Regions from separate parts of the Danio rerio genome. Here region 2 is linked to region 1. Evidence: chromatin contacts called from public HiChIP or PLAC-seq data. All regions are on one chromosome and are shown on one strand. The core of a region is the stretch at or near the end of the contact, and the rest is flanking DNA. Distances in the headings are between cores, read along the strand shown. Region 1 holds the start of mtfr1 (mitochondrial fission regulator 1). Region 2 holds the start of zdhhc20b (zDHHC palmitoyltransferase 20b).

What was found. HiChIP or PLAC-seq counts read pairs in DNA pulled down with a chosen protein or histone mark.
Region 2: an H3K4me3 HiChIP or PLAC-seq map of embryo shows a contact between it and region 1, with 2.5 times the contacts expected there. The contact joins the promoter of zdhhc20b here to the promoter of mtfr1 in region 1. A contact is called at or near these places in 1 of 18 Hi-C or Micro-C datasets (an unstated tissue) and 1 of 4 datasets of contacts at active chromatin or transcription factors (embryo).

What each region holds. Positions count from the first base shown.
Region 1 is chr24:28,688,945-28,693,592 of GRCz12tu, forward strand. It overlaps mtfr1 (mitochondrial fission regulator 1), which reads left to right and starts at 2,712. Exons shown (of 8, transcript NM_001008578.1): 1 at 2,712-2,791; 2 at 3,218-3,319; 3 at 3,397-3,498; 4 at 4,411-4,529; 5 at 4,608-4,648. The coding sequence starts at 3,284.
Region 2 is chr24:28,966,343-28,970,990 of GRCz12tu, forward strand. zdhhc20b (zDHHC palmitoyltransferase 20b) reads right to left here and starts at 2,463. Exons shown (of 14, transcript NM_001423810.1): 1 at 2,210-2,463; 2 at 1,661-1,687. The coding sequence starts at 2,423.

The sequences.
Region 1 (4,648 bases), core at 1,462-3,961:
TTTTTTAGCAGACCGTGTAACACTTCCTGAATTTAGACCAGCTTATTGGAGGAGGTGAGGTATGACGTCGTGCGGTTTTACCTAATCAGAAGGGGTTTTACTAAAGGATACATTATTTTTCATTATAAAGCTAAAAAAAAGAATAGCATGGGTATATATATATATATATATATATATATATATATATATATATATATATATATATATATATATATATATATATATATATATATAATAAAAAGTATAATACATTTGTATTATTTAATATGACAAATTAACGATACACAATATGTGAAAAATACAGTACTACACAATGCTACAATGCGTAAAACTATTGTACTGTTAGATGCATATAGATGAATGAATATAGAAGAATATCATTTTAGTACTATTTTAATTAAATAAATATGTGTATTTGCAGTAGATTCAATACATTAAAAATAAGTATATATGCTTGTCATTTCATTCATTTCTTCATTTATTTTCTTTTAGACTTATTTACATATTAAGTCGTAGTATTAGTCGTAATATTAGTTGTATAATATTTTATTAGTCGTATTAGTATTAGTTAGTAATATTAGTTCATATTCTTCTCGACAATAGATACAATGCATTAAAATAATAAATATATATGCCTGTCATTTCATTAATTTCTTAATTCATTTTCTTTTCAGCTTAGTCTCTTTATTAATCTGGGGTCGCCACAGCAGAATGAACCACCAACTTCCAGCATATGTTTTTAGACGCCCATCCAGCCGCAACCCATCACTAGGAAACATCCACACCTACTCATTCACACACACTACGGACAATTTTAGCATACCCAATTCACCTGTACCACGTCTTTGAACTTGTGGGGGAAACCCACGCAAACACAGGGAGAACATGCAAACTCCACACAGAAATGCCAACTGACTCAGCCGAGACTCGAACCAGCTACCTTCTTGCTGTGAGGGGAACATGCTACCCACTGCACCACCGCGACAACTGCCTGTCATTTCATTTTGTCATTAAATTTAATGACATAACATTTTGTTTATTCATTCATTCATTCATTTTCTTGTTGGCTAGTCCCTTTATTAATCCGGGGTCGCCACAGCGAAATGAACCGCCAACTTATCCAGCACGTTTTTACGTAGCGGATGCCCTTCCAGCCACAACCCATCTCTGGGAAACATCCACACATACACATACACGCACATACACTACGGACAATTTAGCCTACCCAATTCACCTGTACCGCATGTCTTTGGACTGTGGGGGAAACCGAAGCACCCGGAGGAAACCCACGCGAACGTAGGGAGAACATGTAAACTCCACACAAAAACACCAACTGAGCCGAGGTTCAAACCAGTGACCCAGTGGCCTTCTTGCTGTGAGGCGACAGCACTACCTACTGCACTACTGCTTCGCCCAACATTTTGTTTAGTTATCTAATTCTGGTTAATCAAGTTTTAGCAAATTACAACTAATAGTTTTCTAAATAAATGCCTGCTTTTATTTGTATTATATAAAATAAATAAATGTTACAAATGAACAAATCTTTAACAAATCTTAAAGTTTCTTTTTATGGTTATTGTGCTCTCAGGTGTACTAGTTTATTTATTATAATTTATATAATATTACACTTATTTAATTTCAGATTTGGTGTGTGTGTGTGTGTGTGTGTGTGTGTGTGTGTGTGTGTGTGTGTGTGTGTGTGTGTGTGTGTGTGTGTATTTATCTGCATATAGTCTTATTTAATGCATTTTACGTGTCATTTCCATTTAATATTTTTTGTATTGTAGGAGTAACAAATCAAAAGCATCTGACAAGAAAGCAAGTGGGCGACGCAGTGGCACAGTAGGTAGTGCTGTCGCCTCACAGCAAGAAGCTTGCTGGTTCGAGTCTCGGCTGGGTCAGTTGACGTTTCTGTGTGGAGTTTGTATGTTCTCCCCGCGTTCTCGTGGGTTTCCTCCGGGTGCTCTGGTTTCCTTCACAGTCCAAAGACAGGTGCATTGGGTAGGCTAAATTGTCTGTACTGTATGAGTGTGAATGAGTGTCTAATGTTTCCCAGAGATGAATAAATGATACATATGCTGTGGCCACCACGGATTAATAAAGGGACTAAGCCATAAAGAAAATAAATGAATAAATGAATGAAGCAAACAAGTAAAAAAAAAAAAATACTATATATGTGTGTGTTTATTGGACATTAGTAAAACGCATTTGCTTTATATTATAAAACGAAGGCAATTTAAGTAGACAGAACAAAAAGGCAGGTGTTTTCTCTTTAAACTGAAGACAAACAATTATAAAAATTCCAGTTATTGAGCGAAACGACGCTGACATCTGAACAAACAGGCGAAAAACATTCTCCCAGATAAACCACTTATATTCACACAATTCATACACAACAACAAACGATACATCATCACATCAATAAAGTACATGTGTGATACTTTTTAAAACATAATATTTTATAAAGTTATTCAAAGACAAATCCACACATGAATGAATTCAGTCAGTTACATCTACGCATGCCTAGTATATGTGAGTCATACTATGCTCTGATTGGCCAGCTGAGTTGCCTATCCACCATACTTAACCAGTGATTTTCTCGATAATTCTAGGACCCACCCATTTATAGAAAACCCTCAGATTTCATTGGCCAATTCTAAAAATCCAGCCCTCTTTTCCAAGCGACTGCTCCCGAACTGTGGAAAAACACACGGAATACCGCTGGTCTGGATGGCATTAGCATAGCACAGCAAGGACTAATAGAAACTTGTGTTACGCTACAGTTTACACGGTAAGACATTGATTTGCCCTATTATATTATAACCAACCAAAAGGGCATTTATTGCAACACTGAAACGATGACGCCTAGGCCTTATGCATTGTAAATTAAGTTTGTAGAAAGTTAGTCGTTCTTTGTTTGTCTGACATTCATGTTCTTCAGTGAGAAACAACTAGAAAAATGTGTAGTACCTCAGTGTTTTCTGGCAGATTTCAGTGTCAACAATATCACTATAAACAATGGATGTTTGTCACAAAGTTACTGTTTAGGAAACTGGGAATGGAGTTATGTGAAAAAATGTGAGATTGACTAATAATCATACGATTTTATGTTAAAAACCACTTTACATGATAGTATTAGTTAAAAATAAAATGTGAAGTTATATAATATCATCAAGATTGGGTTCTAACACAGTTATTTATTTATTTATTTTTTTAGGTTTTGATCTGAAGATGATTATTTATGACAAGCCATATCTATGACTGAAGATACTTCAATCTCAGGATGAGCAGAAACCATAGACGGATTGAAATGGACCTGGTAAATTCATACACATACTTATTTCAGAATATTCAATTCTTTGATGAAATGTATGATCATATTTGTGTCACTCTTAGGCTGTAGGTTCACCATCAAAGGATTATGGGTCATCCAGAAGTATTGTCAGAAGAATTGCCACAAATCTTCCACTGGCGCCTTGTCCTCGTGTACATTTTCAGGTAATAGAAGCTAAATTATTTTATGATTTAAATATATAGATTACAACAGGCTATTAAACCATGTTTGTGCTCTAAACACTCATATATTTGTAATTATTTTGATAGCCTTAGGTGGTCTGTTCATTTTATTCCATTATTATAACCATATTCATTGCAATTTTATTTGTACCTAAAAACTTTTAACACCTTCCATCTCTCAAGGGGTAGTTCACCCAAAACCAAAATATTGTTCAAAGTGGCGTCTCGCAATTTAGTTCTTAAAGTGTTTCGGTGCCTTCATACCTTCCATTAACTTTCATTTCCAGTTCCACATATCCTCATTTCTGTCCTCTTCTATTTTGATTACATTAGTGTGCTGACCATAAACACTCATGAATCACGGGATGGGTTTCAGCTCATATCTAATCCAACCTTTTCCTTCAGTCTAACCTTTACAATGAAAGTATGATGTCTTTAAATCCACCTTGAAACTTTTATTTCTGTCTGTTTTCTCTTCTCTGCCCTTCCTTCCAGCTGTCCTGTATGTCAGGAATGCAGCATGTCTGCTTTAGGTCAGTTCTCCCGTTCATTTTTGAAAAATGTAGGCCAAAACTGCTTTAAAATAAAAGCTTACAGTCATTATTTTTAATAAATAAAGCTTGCCATTAATTATGTACAATTTATAAAGAGCTGATTGACATTGTAATGTTCTAAATGTTCATGTCATTAAACACTAGATGAACATTTAAACTGGTTTTCCTGGTGATATTTACGTTACAGTGGCTGTGAAAACATATGCTGCTTGCTCTGTTGTTGTAGTTGTTTAAATGCTTCCAGTGTTTGCGTGTGTGTTTGTCTTTAGACTTGTAAAGTGCCCTAAAGGCAGGTGTTGTAATTATTAACTGTCCTTTTAACTGTCTTCGGGTCGCGTAGCTTCATCCGTTCGCTTCAGGAGCGAGTTTCCTCAACAGCCCAAATGGGCCAAACGTGGCCACGCTCGCTGACGTTGCCTGGATCGACAGAGAAGAGAGCGATGGTCCTGGGAGAATCAGGTGAAAAACATTTCAAAGTTCTAAAACATAAATGTGGATGTGAAGTTGGTATCATGTTTGTATCTGTATGTTTTACAGGTGTGAGGCAGATTCAGGTTTGGTTTTTCGCACCCAGGAAC
Region 2 (4,648 bases), core at 1,213-3,712, 280 kb after region 1:
AATATATATAATAGTTAAAATAGTTAAAATATTTATAAAAAGTAAATAATGAAAGAATATTAATAATAATATGACTGTACATTTACGAATGCACATAAACATCTGTATTATATACATGATAGTATATAATAATTAATTAGCAATAATAATTATAATATTAGAATATTAATAATAAAGTAAATAATAAATATACAAACATTATAATTATAATAATAATTTTATTTTATATTATATTATATTTAATATAATAATATAATAATTTTAATATAATATTTTTTTTCATTTATCAATGCATATTATTTTTCTGTAACTCTTGAAAGCAATTTTTCATATTAATGCTCTGAATAAAAGTTGTTGTGTGAACTTGACAAAGAACTTTTGCTGATTTTGACTGATCTGTTAGTCATTGGGATTTTCAGTCTACACTTAACCCAGAGTTATAGTTATTCTAAACGTCACCTTTAACCTGGGATGCAATAATATGGCTGTTTTTTTTTTTCATTTGAAAGCAATAATATATTGTTTATGATTCTAAAACTGATTCTGATATGATATGTAAACCGATAAATACAATGTTATTTTATCTGACTCTGATTACCCTGGGAAAATGCAAACAAATATATTGGCAAATTTCTTCGTTTAAAAACCGTAAGCACAGAAATCAAAGACAAATTAAGATCTTGCTTTTAACAAAATACTTCATAAACAGCAACTTTGAAGGCCTCTGTTTTTCCTAAGGTAAAAAAACCTCTCATTGCTGACTTTATCTTCTTACCAGGCAGATAACATTAAACACAACTGTATTATTGACCGATTTCAATAAAGTAATCGATATATTGTACATCGCTACATTTAACCACTATATTATCCACTTGTAATTTAGAAATGGAGTTAGCAGTGCTTTTTACCTGGGATTAAACTGTATAATTCTTCTCCGCTTTTGTGTCGGTAATCCCACATTGTGGTGTTAAACATTTGCAGTACATTTACTTTCAGATGATTAGCATCCGACGGCCAATCGCATGCCAAAGGACGTTAAGAAAATCTTCTCTTTACATTAAATGATTAATAATTTAATAAACGACTCAGAAAAATTTTACCATGTAAAATGTTAAATATTTGTAAACTATCAGAAACAGCTAATTAACTAATTTGCCTCATTCAACTAATCGACACTTTTTATTCTAGTAATTATTCACTTTTTAAGTAAATTTTCTTTTACTTTTTTTTTCTTTTTCTGTATATTTAATTAATTTAATGATGTTAATATATTACTTTATACATATCTAAAATGCTTTGGCAGTACTGTAAAAGTCAAGCCAATAAAGCAACTTTAGAGAGAGAGAAAGAGAGCAGCCTTTAGCTGTCAGTGGGTGCACATGGCTCCTAAATAGCATAAAAATAAAAGAAATAGTGGATTTCTATAATTTCAACAGGCTTTTTAAAATAATTTTTCGTTTCGTTTGTCACATGTAATTAACCATTTATGCGCTGTGGGTAAAAGGTGTGTTTCAATCTGTCTACCACCACAAGTACATTTCAATCCTGTAGGAAGCACTGCCTTAAAAGTAATGCAGTTTATTAATGAGAAATGAACTAAAGTTTAAGTTGTGTACTTCATATCTGCAGAGTATACATCATGCCAAAAAGGATTACTCACTTTTTTCACCAGTGCTGGAAATAGTAACTGAAAGAGAATGAGGAAACGTCACTTTGCTTCAATCAAATATTAACTTGAAACATATCTATCTATCTATCTATCTATCTATCTATCTATCTATCTATCTATCTATCTATCACACATTTTGGAATTATGATACATTTTAAAAACAGCAATTATTTCCTGTAAGTAGTTGACATGTCAAGAAATATTTACTTAAAGGGCGTCTTCCTGTAACACTCTAACAAACTTTCATATAAGATAAAACTAGATAGGTAACTTGCAAATGGATATGAACTTCTATAAATCAAATTAAACTGTTAAGTAAACCGATAACATATTATCTCGGGATCCACCAGTAGAAACACTCCCTAATATCGGCCATGATACACCGCTTCAAAACCACATCACGACCATAATCCGTGTTGTTTTGCCTCAATCAATACGCTAATTAGCCTGTTCATGTAAACAAATCATTCATAGAGGTCTCAGTTCAGTGACTTCCGGTAGGCGCGTGACCGTCAGATATGAATAATACAGCGAACTCACGTAGACACAACTCCACCACGTATGCATAATACGACCAGCACACCACTAAAGCAATAAATATCACCGGTATCCACGCCAGACCCCTCTGGCAGCATCTCAATACATGTGTAGGCGCCATCTTTCTTCTTCCTTGACTACAAAAGACGGGAAGGGAGGGATGTGATCCGCTCATCCGTTCCCCACCAGCCCCGCCGGTAAAACTCCGCCTTTGCATCGCCTCTGTTGCGCACTACTACGGCGAAGGCCTTACTGATGAATATTCATGACGCTGAAAGAGATTCGCGCAGTTGATTGGTCGAGAAGCAGACGTTGCTAAGGGTGCGCCGGTGTACTGGCGAATGAAGAGTTCCAGCGAAGACTGAATTAATTCAGCGAAGACTTTTATCATAGTACGATTCGAAGTATTTAGGAAGTGATTTGTTTTTTAATGACTTGCAGCACTGTGATCTTTTGACCGTGAGCAGCTCATGAATATATATATATATATATATATATATATATATATATATATATATATATATATATATATATATATATATATATATATATAGTATTTACAGTATCATGGACAGTTTAAATATTATAATTATTATAGTAACATACATTAATACTTTAAAAATATCGAAGTGATATTTAATTACCACTTGTATTTGGGAACATTTTCTTTAAATAACAATGTAATTTTTATTTTCCATCCTTTTAACTAATGCGCATATGGCTGTGTAAAACAGAACATTTAAATTGCCTTCATTTATTTATATTCCTTTGGCTTAGTCCCTTTATTCATCAGGGGTCTCCACAGCGGAATGAACCGCCAACTTATCCAGCATATGTTTTATGCAGCAGATGCCCTTCCAGCTGCAACCCATCACTTGGAAACACTCATACACTCTCATTCTCTCCAGGGGCGGACCTAACCAATAGCGAGTTAAGCAAACACTTAGGGCCCTGGGAAAATAGGGGGCCCCGATCAATGCCAAGAAGCCTATATTAATCATAAAGATATTTTATATTTTTTCTATCATATGTTGTAAAATCTGTCTATAACTATTAAGATTTTAACATTATTCTTTTCTAAACCAGGGGGCCCCATGAATAGTGGAACACTCCTTCCTCACTGCACATGCAAATATTAACATTTAATCACAAGTATGCATGGCTAATTAACTTTACATAGTTTGTGAGCGTACTTTTTATTTACAAATATATAGTATTTCATTTTTAATTCTGAAGGTCTCACTTAAAATACATTTTTAACATGCAGTTTATTAAAAAAAAAAAAAAACTGAATCTAGAGAGAAAACAAATATCTATAGAGAAAGAGTGTTTTGAGTTTTAATGCTAGGGCCTCATACCTGGAAATGCTTACAGCCTCCCAAATCACTAAGTCAACCCCTGATTCACATACACTACGGACAATTGGGGGAGACATGAGCACATGGAGAAAAGCCACAAGAACACAGGGAGAACATGCAAGCTCTACACAGATATGACCCAGCCGGGACTCAAACCAGCGACCTTCTTGCTGTGAGGTGACAGCGCTATACCTACTGCACCACCCCACTTTTTTATTACATTTATTTTTCAAAATGTAAGAGTTTTTAGACATGTTTACATACATTTTAAATAACACAATAACACAATATCAATGTTTTTAATTCAGATGAATTAGAAAATATTAGATTTTATCCCTCATTATTAATCTCAACAAATAAAAACATTTGTTATTGTATTGGACTGATTTTTCTGATGGACATCCGCTCCAAGAACAGTAACACATACCCTTTCTTATGTCTTTATGCTTATTATTAGAGTTGAATGTTTAAGAGCCTAGATTATATGCTGACCTTAGTGTCATCTCATTACAGAGTAAGGCTGGAATAATGTGTGTGATTGCTTTTTCTGTGTGTCCAATGATTTGTTTCCTCAGGATCGGCCCAGCCATGTCAGAGGTCATGTAGGCCAGTGTTTCTCAACCACGTTTCTGGGGGACCACCCCAGAATTGCCATTTTATGTGTTAAATTTTTTTTAAGTTAATTCCTTTGTATGTAAGCTGCAAGTTTAGATGTAGATTGTTTCAGTTTCTAACCAGCTTTGAGACCGCTGAGAGTACACTCTGCCTTGGGTACACTCAAAAACATGATTACTGCGGCTTGTTCAAAACAAAAATTTAAAAAGAGCTGAAAGAACTTGATTCTTGTCATTTCTTTGGCCACTTTATTTGCTTCATGTTTAGTCCACTAAATTTGTAAACCATCAGTGTTTTGTGTTGAGACAATATGAAGGAATTGTTTTGATCCAACTACCTGGTTAGGGGATTTGTAGTTCCCAGCATGCTTTGCGAGGGATTGAATTAAGAGAGGAAATGTTGACAATAAAAGTAATCTTAGGTGTTTAAAGTTAATAAAAAGACTTAAGCCGCAGTCACACTAGGGTTT